Regions from separate parts of the Mus musculus genome. Here region 1 is linked to region 2. A link is a contact called in public Hi-C data. All regions are on one chromosome and are shown on one strand. The core of a region is the stretch at or near the end of the contact, and the rest is flanking DNA. Distances in the headings are between cores, read along the strand shown.

Region 1 (6,001 bases), core at 2,733-5,232, 1.7 Mb before region 2:
GACACTCACCTAGCTGTCTTGGCAAGGATGGAGGAAAGCAGGGCCTGCTCATCTGTGCGAGCTGAAGGTAGGCTATGGTAGTTGGGCTCGGCTCCATTGAGGGCTTTGGTAGGGGTGCTACTGGGGTCCAGCAGCAGCTTCCTCTCCTCCCGATCCTAGGAGGGGCCAGTAGAGAAAAGTCAGCCCCAGGGCCTTAAGTCTAATCTTCCTTTCATTTCAAAGGTTCTGACATACTAAAACTACTTTTATGAGCATGACTCCAAGTGTCCAGGTAGATGCAGAGTCAGAAAACATTCACTCTCAGACTGGCCCAGTTGGTGGTCTAGGATGAACCTAGAGAACCTAAAAAACATTCAGAGGGGAGCAAAGCAACACTGACATTCCTGGAGCCTCAGTAACTGGTCAACCCCTTCTGGACAAAGGCTATTGGAACTGACTGAAAGTTGGAGAAGGCGGGAAAATATCAAAGTAAGGTTCTAGAGGAGAAATCAATGCAAGTCAAAAGCCCAAGAACAGCCTTCCTGGTTCCCCGGGGAAAGTACTGCCCAGCAAAGATGTCTACCCACAACATAAGGCCCTAGCATGGCCAGATAAGTCCCTGGACTGCAAGGAAGCAGGCCAGTTGTACGCTGCCATTCCTCGCTTTATCTTAGTGCAGAAACTCCAAGCCCACAGCCGAGATACAGTCACCAATGTCCTCTCTCCCCCCCCTTTCTCTCCAGGATCTTTGTACACACATGCACACAAAGCACAGTCCTCCCATGTTCCCCAGGCTGCGAGGGTACTATAGAACCCAGCTGGCCTGGTACTCGCCAGGGTCGGGCCTCTACCTCCTGATTTGCTGACCTGAGAGAACAGTGGAGCTCTTCCTCCCAGACAAACTACACTCTCCCTGACCCAGTCAGCCCAGTCTCCAGCAACCCTGCTTACTAACCTCCACAGACAACCTCAAACACCAGAACCAATTTAGAATTAAACCAAAACTACATCTCCTAACATTGGACTTTCCTTGTCCTGGTTCAGACCTTGTTCTAATCTACTGCCTTAAGTCCATCAGTAGAGACCCCTGCTGGCTGTGTCAGCTGCAATCTGGATAAGCAGACCTGATTCAAGTCTATTTGGGCCCTAGAAGGCTCGGGACATGGCAACTTCTGAAGGAGTATAGTGTGTAGAAGGAGAGGAATGCTGGCCAGTGCTGACCCATCAACTTCCAGTGGCCGCCAGCCAGTCTCAGCAGTCCTCCTGGGCTGTCTCAGTTCCCACCAGCTTCCCAGTTACAGGAGCCAGCTCTCCTGCTCACAACTCTCCCTATGATGGCTACTTCCTCCTGCCTGGCCTGCCCCACCCCAGACAGGCTCAGCCTTTCCACTTTGCTCTTCCTCCTCAGAACTACATTGCCCAAATGTCCTCAAACCACTCGACCCAGTTCACCACGACAGAAGGAAACATCTACGGTCTTCTGCCTCAGGTTCCTGGACAATCTATCTTTCTCCTTCCTCAGTATCAATAGGCTAGACAGATAAAAGGTTTACCAAAGGTGAAAGGGTCTCTAAGGGAAGCTGGTGGTCACAAGGAGTCCCCCACGGCTGCTGCCGGTCCTTTCCCCAGCACTGCTCCTGACAAATATTCCTTCAGGATAGGGCCGTGTCATCCCCAACCCCACCGGGAAAAAGTTAATGACATCACCTGACACCCACAGAATGAGTGATACATGGGGTAGGTTTCTTACATCAAGGTTTGCTTCCTAAGCCAATACAACCTGAGTCAAGATTTCATTATTGACTTTAGCAGACCTAAGGTGTCTGCCCACCACTACCTCAGAGCCTGTCCCAGTATATAAGGTATGTGTCTTGTTCTTAGAACACCATGACTAGAGTACTTTTTTTGTTGTTTTTGTTTTTTGTTTTTCGAAACAGGGTTTCTCTGTGTAGCCCTGGCTGTCCTGGAACTCACTTTGTAGACCAGGCTGGCCTCAAACTCAGAAATCCACCTGCCTCTGCTTCCCGAGTGCTGGGATTAAAGGCGTGCGCCACCACGCCCGGCGTGGCTAGAGTACTTCTAACATTAGCTAAATTGCTTCAATCCTCCTAACTTTTCCCTCACCTTTAAACATTTTACAGGTAACTAGCAGGAGTCAAATGAAGCAATCGTAGGCGGCCTCTGAAGACCTATTGCTTATACATTTTTCTTTTTGAGACAGACAGGCCCTGAACTTACTGTGTAGCCAGACAGACCACAAACTTGAGGCAGTTCTGTGTCAGCCTCCTAAGTACTGGGACTCACTCTCTTAGGTGTAAGGTAATTCTTACACTTCTAATACAGGGACAGGCAATGCTGAAGAGGGCCTACCTAAAGAGGGACTGGGGATATGACCCTGGGGTTTGATCTCTACGACTGCATAAAACTGGACATAGTGAGTGACATATGCCTAGGATCCCAGCACTCAGGGAGAAGCAGAACCAGAAATTCAAGGTCATCCTCAACTGTATGGCAGGTCTGCAGCCAGTCTGGGCTTCAGGAGACCTTTTTAAAAACAAACCAAACCAGCCAGAAATGAGAATCTGTAAAGAGGAAGGTGGAATTTTAGCTTTCCCTCCATAACTCTGCTGTTAGGCAGGGATATCTGCCTTCTTCTTCCTTTTCTGTTGTTTTGTGGTGGGTTCCTATTTTTGCAGTTCTAGCCTTTAGCATGACAGAATGAAGTGAAAGTTACGGCCACAGGCATGTCAAACTCAGGTCAAGCAATGAATGAGGTTCAGGAAGCACTCACCCCGACACAAATCACATTCTCCTGAACTGCAGGGTTCACTGGGGGGAAGAACACCTTCCCAAGTACAGCGACACCACTTATGTCTCTGACTGTATCCTCCACTAGACCGGGTGAAACTGTTCTCTGTGGCACGGTGCCTACTGTGTGTAGACATCAGGGCTCAGGCTTCGAGGCAGCTGTTAAGAGGAATGGCCAGGGGGCTGACACCCAGCCTTGCAAAAGTCTTCCCCTCCTCAAAAGCGTCTAGGCAGGGAAGGGACTGTAGTAGAGAGGAATGAGATGCACCAAGGGGAAGATGGAAATTTAAAAACAAGACACTGAAGTCTCTCCAAGTCGATGCTTTCTCGAAAAGAGTAAGATCTACAATCACATTCTTCAGAGAGGAACTCTCTAGCTCGAGGAACCCTCAGGCACCAGGCAGGGAACAGCAAACCAAACTCATAAATCAAATCCCCTTTCCTCTATATCGGTCAAAGCAAACTCTATTGCTCCCCAACGTCCCGATGTCTTCGCTCTATTAATTCTTCACTGGCCAACTCAAATGACAGTAACTTGGTGTCAACTTTTGACACCAAGCCAACAGTGGCAGAACAGTTGACAGAACACACAGAAATTCCTGATTTATCTCGGGAGACTGAGAGCCTCAAATTACCTATCTCTACAATGGGTCCACTAAGCCAAGCTGCAGTGAAGACAGAGGAATCTGTGAGCGCGAATGTTTCCCGAGAACCCAGTCTGAGGATTCGAGTGGTGAGATACGAGGGGACTGGAGAGTGGAAGGGGAGGGGCCGAGTCAGGCGGCGACCGCCGCAACCCTAGGCAGAAGTAAGACTAGGATCTTTAAGAGGGTAGGAGCCCGGCTGGCCGTCCTCTCTGTAATCTGTCCCCTCCAGGCCTCCGTACTCGGTGAGCCTGCAGTCCGGCTCCCCGCCACTGCGGGCTTTATTCTGGGCCCCGAGCCCCGCGGTCGTAGCCCACAGTCCCAAACCCCGTCCGCCGCTGTCGCACCTGGTCCGAGTCCTCGTTTTCGCTGCTATAGCAGCACCCCATGGCGGGGTCGGGCCGGGCGCTCAGGCGGCGCCGAGGAGGGACGGCGTCCGTCAGGAGCCTTTCCGGTCACATGACCCGCGGCTGCCTCTCGCTCCCCTCCCCCTCGCCTAGCCTGTCCTAAAGCCGCTCCGGCGCCACAGCCAAATCTTGCCTTCCGGTCCCGCCTCGCCGCGTGACAATCGCCAACCAATGGAAAAGTGCGTCCTACGTGAGCGGACCCGCGGCACGTGATAGGAAGGCAGGCGGGGCGAGTCACATGATTTTGTTGTCCTAGTCTCTAACTCCGAATCCTTGCGTCCCTTAGCTTTAGTGGCCAGTGCAGTGCGACGAGTTGTGTGGTCACATGGTGTCAGGGCCACCTTTGTGGGCCCAGTGCTATATCAAGATAAATTCTTAAGTGCCATGCAAGTGGCGAGTAGCGTACTGGAGGGAGATGTACTTCACTCAGAACTCTTTGCTAGTTTCTTTGTCCTTTATGTGTGCGAGAGAGACCAAGGTCTCACTACGTAGCCCTCACTGACCTGGAATTTGCTGTGTAGCCCAGGCTGAACTCGAATTCAGAGAGCCACTTACCTCTGCCTTACCAGTATTAAACGCATATGTATTTTTATTTTGAGTATGTGAGTGTGGAGGTCACAGAATAACTTCTAAGAGTTGGTTGTATCTTTCCACCATGAGGGTCGTAGGAATTGTTAGATTGGCAAACTTTGGGGCAGGCACAGTTTAGCCATCTCTCTACTCAAGTATTTGGCAGTTTCTTGACTAAGGTGAATTCTGCCTGAGTAGGCAGATGGCAGACACTTCTCTTTCCAAATCAGGGATTAGAGTATTCAAAGTCTCAATACAAACTTTTCTTCCTGATTGCCTTTTCTGATTCTCTTCTGAGCACTTCTCTTTACTTAATCTGGTGCCACTCACTTATTAACAAATCATAGGGCTAGAGACAACGCAGTGATTAAGAGCACTGGCTGCTGCTCCCCCAGAAGGCCCAAGTTCAATTCCCAGCACCTACATGGTGACTTACAATCATATATAGCTCCAGACCCAGGAGAAACAATGCCCCTTCTGGCCTCTGGCAGCAGGCAAGTACACACACACAGTGCACAGACACATACGTGCAGACCAAACACTCATACACATAAACTTAATTTAAAAGACATACCCCAGGGCTGGAGAGATGGCTCATCGGATGAGAGCTCTGACTGCTCTTCTGGAGGTCCTGAGTTCAAATCCCAGGAACCACATGGTGGCTCACAACCATCTGTAACAAGATCTGATGCCCTCTTATGGTGTGTCTGAAGACAACTACAATGTAGTTACATAAAATAAATAAATGAAATCTTAAAAAAAATTAAAAAAAAAAAGACATACCCCAGGGCTGGAGAGATGGCCCAGTGGTTAAGAGCACCGACTGCTCTTCCGAAGGTCCTGAGTTCAAATCCCAGCAACCACATGGTGGCTCACAACCATCCATAATGAGATCTGACACCCTCTTCTGGTGCATTTGAAGACAGCTACAGTGCACTTAGATATAATAAATAAATCTTAAAAAAATACATACCCCAAATATTTATTGTCTATAGTGTGCCACTCTAGTGTTCAGTTTGGATAGGTAGCTGGGCAGAAAACAGCCCAAGATCCAGACCATGGAATCCCTAGTCAGGTGGTCAGTGTATTCTATAGTTGTGTTTTTTAGTTCATTTCTTCTACCACATGTGAGTAACTGAGAGACAAGGACAGAGTCTGACTTTACTCTGTAACTGATACCCTAACACTTACTTACAGAAAACTTGGGGAGCTGGGCATGGTGGCGCAGGCCTTTAATCCCAGCACTTGGGAGGCAGAGGCAGGCGGATTTCTGAGTTCGAGGCCAGCCTGGTCTATAAAATGAGTTCCAAGACAGCCAGGGCTATAGAGAGAAACCCTGTCTCAAAAAACAAAACAAACAAACAAACAACCCAGAAAACTTGGGTTTTGAATTCAGTAAATAATTTTCAATTACTTTGGTTTACACCATGCCGCATGTCCTGATCCCAAGGGGTTAGAAAAGTCACCTAGTAATATTTATTAATTCTTCAGATTAAGACCCTAGAGTTCTGCTAAGTTTCTCAAAGGCCTGAGAAATAGGAGGCAGCTGAAGTTTGGTAACCTGAACTGCAGGTCTCAGGTAACAACAGCCTC
Region 2 (6,153 bases), core at 301-2,800:
CCTCACAGAGATTTGGTTCCCACAGAACTCAAAAAACCTAAGAGTCAAAACTGCTGTTAGATACAACTGATACAATTGCTGTTAGCACTGAAAAAGTAGCAAGTAATTAGGAAATGGCAGTTGATAATAACACTGGAGTGTCTCCATTAACAGGTGTTAATGGTCATGGGGATGCTTTAGGTAGCCTGTGACTTTTCATAGTATTTTCATAATGTCGTCTGAGGTAGGTGAGGAGATACAGGGAGCAATTGCTCAGGGCCTGTCATGGTCAGTGAATCAGAGTAGTTCTGGGGACTCAGTCAGACTAGCAATTGCTCAGGGCCTGTCATGGTCAGTGAATCAGAGTAGTTCTGGGGACTCAGTCAGACTAGAAGCTTTCTATTGTAGAACCATCATCCCAAGGATAAGGTGAATGAATGTCCTTCAGCTGGGGCTGTCCTCAGAGATTAACGTGCACTTGAAAGTCTCCTTGAATGCCACAAGGAATGATGGCATTACTTCATCCACAGTGACAAGTCTTTGAAGCGCCTCACTCAGGGAAGTGACTCCAGTTCCAACCAGTCCACAAGGCACAATGTGCTCAAACCATGTGAGGTCGGTTGAACAGTTCAGAGCCAAGCCGTGGGACGTGATGTGTCTTCCACAGCGGACTCCTGCAAGACAAGCCAAAATATCTTAGCATAGTTATACTTCCCTTCTTTGGGAGCCTCAGGATCCCTCTGGGGCTGAAAGGTAAGGAGGCCTGGGCACAATCCCTTGAAACTTGGATGGAACACTGACTGGATCTGGGGGCTAAGTCAATGGCGGTGGGGGCTGTGGTTACACATCAGCTGCCCTTATTTTCGAGATTCGTTTAACACAAGAATTGCGTTTGCATTGGAAGTTTTAAATTTTGGCATCCTGTCTCCCGTTATGAGTCACAGGAAGAAACCTGGCAATTCATACTGAACTAGAGGACTCTTTTGTCTCAGCTCCATGAGGGAGGTCAGTGGCTCATGCCCAGAGTTCATGTCCAGCCCAGCGCTCCCCGATGTTAGCCCTGCCCAGGCTCCGCCCCGGTCCCGCCCCGGCGCGCTCACCGATCGCGCAGATCTTGCGCTCCCCCAGCCAGACGCCAGTGTAGGGCGGCGGCCGCGCGCGGGCGCCCTGCAGGCCCCGAAGTTCGCACAGTCGCACGGCGCACGCCTCCAGCGCCGCCACGTGGGTGCGCAGGCGCAGGCCTAGGAGCCGCAAGTCAAGCACCGGGTGGCAGAGCAACTGGCCCGGGCCGTGGAAAGTGGCCAGGCCGCCGCGGCCGGTGGCGCGCACCTCGGCGCCCAAGGCCCTCAGCCGCGTAGTCTCCTCGGGTGTCAGGCCACCGCGTAGCCCGCCCGTGTATACGGGCCCCGCTGGCTCGCAGACCAAGAGCACACCCGCTTTGGTCCCCGACAGGGTCCCAGGGCGAGGGTCTGCCTGTAGCCGCCGTAGCCAATGCTCCTGCAACGCCAGCAGCTCCGAGTAGTGCACCCGACCAAGCCAAACGAGCCGGACCACAGGCAGCGACATCGCGCGGGAGGCGGCGTGCGTGGGCCACGCCTTCTGGCGGGTCTCGGGGCGGGGACTCTGGGCCACGCCCCTGAGCTTCAGCCCGAGTGGAGCTTCAGTTCCCGCCTACCTGTGTGACCCGAAGTCCAGGCAGGATTGGTCTTAACCACCCATTCATTCCAATAATCATTTTTTAGTATGTTCTGTGTTCTGCAGGAACTTGGACCGTGCAGTGTAGAGTATTTGAGAAACGAAGATCCAACCCTGGAAGCTTAGGTGTTCACAGCTGACAAGCTAATATTAAAGTTTTTTTTTTTGACAATATTCAGAAATTGTCTTTCTGTTTCACCATGTAAATTCTTTTTTTTAATTTAATTAATTTATTTATTACGTATTTTCCTCAATGATGGAAAGAAAAACAGAATTCAGTAATATGTTGAGTTCCTCGAAAACTGAAAGGGAGACTAGTGTGCAAAGAGGTTTATTGTGGATCGGTGTGGGACGTAGCAGGTACTTCAAGATATATAAGACTTGAAAGAAACAGGATTAGGCAGAAGCTGTAGTTGAGCAGAGAAATAGTTGCATTAGATTCTTTCCTTAGCTATCCCCCAGGAATGCTCCGAGTCTGGCCTGACCCATTAGAATTATTCTAGATTAAAGCAAATGGGACATCCTACATAGATGGGTCACAAAAACAAGCTACTCCTGGGAAGGCACCGTTACCTTTGTAGGAGTTGCTTCCATTATGAAGCCCTGATCTCTGAAGGGAGCTCCAGCTTGAGTCATCATACAACCCAGTCCCAGAAGCCGAGGGAAGGACAGGGGACGGGAAGCCAGAATATCAAGATTAATTGTGATTAATTGGCCCAGAAACCCTTCCTGACCTGAGCTTTATACAACAGAGAATGTGCCAGAAAAGTCCCCAGAACTACAATTTGGAGAGGTAGATGTCTTATCAAAGTCTTATAAAGGGTCCTGAGCCCTCAGTCCCCAAGGCTTTTACTTAGCCCACTAGCTCACGCCCATTCTTGGGAGTGTTTTTCTTTTTTTAATAACCAGCCCCTGTTTCTAACCACACTGTGTGTCTCTGGTGTGGTATTCTAACCTGGGACATAATCTCAGATCTGCACTGACCACTAATTTTTTCCCCTTTTCTTTATTTCCTTTTCAGATATCGGCCTAAAGCCTGAGCCTACATCGTTGCACTGTGGACTTTCTCACTCTCTGAACCCCTCCACCTCTGCCATGCAGGTTCTCCCCTCCCTCCTCCATCACAGAAGATCCTCCTGCCTCTGCCTCCTACGTGCTGGGATGGACTTTGACTGTTAATAGCTCCAGTAACACTGAGTGTGGGTGGGCCAGGAAGCAGAAAGAGGAAGAACAGAATACCAACCAGAGTGAGGCTCAATGCCAAGAATTAATAAGGCGGACAGACTGGCATGGGCAAACATATATAATAGCAGGTTTCAGAGCGGATGACAAAAGTTATTGTGAGTCATCAACATGGGGATGTGGTTTAAAAAATAAACATTGAGATAGCTCCAGGCTCTGGGAGAAGAAGAGACATTGGGAAACCCTGTTCCAGAGCACCTAAATCTTATTAATAATTCCGTGTAGGGTGGGGAAAGTAACTGCAGCGATTTGGTTCCTGCACAAGATGAACTCAGTGTTCCTGCTGAATACTTGTCCTGGTGTGAAGCAGAATAAGGAGGAAAGCCAGGGATCTGGGTACATCTTCTGTTCCGTCACTGTGTGTTTGCACTCCTATGGGGTAGGTGATACACAGTTTGATTCTTGGGTCCTCATCTCCTCTAACTAGTGTCTGACACCTATAGGGCCTTAGTAGATATTTGCAGAATGAAAGAACAACCGTTTAAATCATTTGTTGTGGGTGTCATTGAACTGAGACCCTTCACCAAGGCCATGTGGCAGCCTCCAAGCCCCTAAAATGATCCCAAATTTTCAGGACCTAAGGAGGTCATTGTTGTAAAAGGTGTTTACTCGTAGCATGCTGAATCCAATCTACACCCGCCAGGCTCAGCCTAGAGTCTCCCTCCCCACCCTGCCCCCCTCTTATTTCCCTCAACACTACATCTGAACCTCTGCTGACTCTAATCTACCTCGGTTATCCTGGATTAGACTCATTACCTGCCCCTTGCCAGTCCCATGGCTCTAGAGCACAGATAATAGTTACCACTTAGATAATATTTGTCATGTGTTAGACACTCTAAAAAATTTAAAATCATCAATGCATCTACTGTCTGTCATGAGAATGCTATGTTAGAAATATAGTTGGATACATTTACTCTTTCTTTTTTATTGGGTATTTATTTCATTTATATTTCCAATGCTATCCCAAAAGCCCCCCACACGCTCCCCCACCCACTCCCCTACCCACCCCACTCCCACTTCTTGGCCCTGGCGTTCCCCTGTACTGAGGCATATAAAGTTTGCACGACCAATGGGCCTCTCTTTCCACTGATGGCTGACTAGGCCATCTTCTGATTCATATGCAGCTAGAGACACGAGCTGGGGGGGAGGGGGTAATTGGCTAGTTCATATTGTTGTTCCACCTATAGGATTGCAGATCCCTTCAGCTCCTTGGGTACTTTCTCTAGCTCCTCCTTTGGGGGCCCTGTGATCCATCCAATAGCTGACTGTGAGCATCCACTTCTGTGTTTGCCAGGCCCCGGCATAGTCTCACAAGAGACAGCCATATATGGGTCCTTTCAGCAAAATCTTGCTAGTGTATGCAATGGTGTCAGCGTTTGGAAGCTGATTATAGGATGGATCCCCGGATATGGCAGTCTCTAGATGGTCAATCCTTTCGTCTCAGCTCCAAACTTTGTCTCTGTAACTCCTTCCATGGGTGTATTGTTCCCAATTCTAAGAAGGGGCAAAGTGTCCACACTTTGGTCTTCATTCTTCTTGAGTTTCATGCGTTTAGCAAATTTTATCTTATATCTTGGGTATTCTAAATTTCTGGACTAATATCCACTTATCAGTGAGTACATATTGTGGGAGTTCTTTTATGATTGGGTTACCTCACTCAGGATGATACCCTCCAGGTCCATCCATTTGCCTAGGAATTTCATAAATTCATTCTTTTTAATAGCTGAGTAGTACTCCATTGTGTAAATGTACCACATTTTCTGTATCCATTCCTCTGTTGAGGGGCATCTGGGTTCTTTCCAGCTTCTGGCTATTACATTTACTCTTTCTACATGTGAGAATTTATTTAATAACAATAAATTCATAAGCTACATTGGTTGTGTTGGCTATTGTTTATATTCCCAATTTCCCTTGATAGCTGGCCAAAGCAAACACAGGTTCTTTTATCTCAATACTAAACTACTAATCTTAGCTCTCAGACCGCACACTACATATCACACAGTAAATATATGTGTAAGTATGTATACATGTACGTTACTGAATGTCTACAAAGGATTAAAGCGCACATAGTTCAGGAGGTTCCAAAGAGGTCAGATACAAAGAGAGTCACTGAGGGTGGTTAGATAAGGTATTAATGAGCCCAGCTGAAGGCACTGGTCACTGGCAGCTGAGTCAAGTCAAACTTCACGGTTGGGTTGAGCCACTCAGGCAAGGTGTGAGACTGTGGAGGTCACAGAGGTGAAGCAAAGGATCAGGTCTAGCAGATGAACAGGCAGACACAGATGGGCTGACGGTCAGTGAAGCGTAAGCTCGGCTGCAGTTCTCGGGACAGTTGGACGTTCCCAGGACAGCTGGACGTTCTCTGCCTGTGGTCTTTCGAGGCATATGCCAGGTGGACAGAGGATGGGTTGCAACCACAGTGTTAGACACCTTCCTCTTTGTGGGGTTCAGGCAAAGGTGTTGAACCCTTTTCTCTATTTGGAGTGTTTGATACATTCTTGGGTCTGGGTTTCCTGATATGATTTTAATATGTCATGCATTCCAATAGCCCCAATTTACTTTGATAACTTTACAGGATGGTACCTTTTTTTTTTTTAACTTTTGGGAGTTAATTATTTGTCTGTCTGTGGCCTGGGGGTTGTACCAGGCAGACGGTGTTATTTAAATACCTAACAGGAGCAGAGCCATCCTGCCTCTTTGCAATCAAAATGGAATCAAGTGCTGCTTGTTAAGTGGAGTCTCTCAGGGCAAGGAGCAAACTGAAGAATGGAGTAGGAGACAATCTGATGTGAGCAATATTTTAATAATCCATAAAGTAGATGCTATTCCTGTCTCACAGAACAGTAGTAGGAAACTGGCATTTCTAGAATCTGACTGACTCGCTTACCGTTGACTACCAGAAGTTAGCAAGGAAAAAGATTCACCTCTACGTGGTCAAGTGCCAGGGTCCATGATCTTAACCTTCTCTAATTGATCTTTAAATACACACACACACATACACATACCCTCTTGTTCAGCACATAATAGGCAGAAAATGTTTGCTGGGTAAGTGGACAAATGGATAACCATAGGAAGCCAAGTGTATGAAGGGAATGGAGCTGCTGTGTGAAATACTGTCCCACCCTCACATTTTACTATCCTGTAATAGGTGACAGAGATTCAAAGTATGATTTTTCTTGATATGGTGGCTCATATCTATAATCTTAGCACTTCGGAAATTTAGGAAGGAACTCAGGA

Evidence for each region. Hi-C and Micro-C count contacts between places; a contact is called where the count stands out from the background.
Region 1: a contact with region 2 is called in a Hi-C map of B cells, with 6 read pairs. The contact joins the promoter of Lamtor1 here to the promoter of Lipt2 in region 2. A contact is called at or near these places in 1 of 39 promoter capture datasets (liver), 1 of 484 Hi-C or Micro-C datasets (B cells) and 1 of 9 other capture datasets (macrophages).

The regions. Positions count from the first base shown.
Region 1 is chr7:101,903,818-101,909,818 of GRCm38.p6, reverse strand. It overlaps Lamtor1 (late endosomal/lysosomal adaptor, MAPK and MTOR activator 1), which reads right to left and starts at 3,982. Exons shown (of 5, transcript NM_025605.3): 1 at 3,779-3,982; 2 at 10-155. The coding sequence starts at 3,820. Tomt (transmembrane O-methyltransferase) reads left to right here and starts at 3,460. Exons shown (of 4, transcript NM_001081679.1): 1 at 3,460-3,520.
Region 2 is chr7:100,154,674-100,160,826 of GRCm38.p6, reverse strand. It overlaps Lipt2 (lipoyl(octanoyl) transferase 2 (putative)), which reads right to left and starts at 1,550. Exons shown (of 2, transcript NM_026010.2): 1 at 1,080-1,550; 2 at 1-653. The coding sequence starts at 1,545. The coding sequence ends at 424. It overlaps Gm51452 (a long non-coding RNA gene), which reads left to right and starts at 651. Exons shown (of 2, transcript XR_003946658.1): 1 at 651-732; 2 at 2,696-4,789.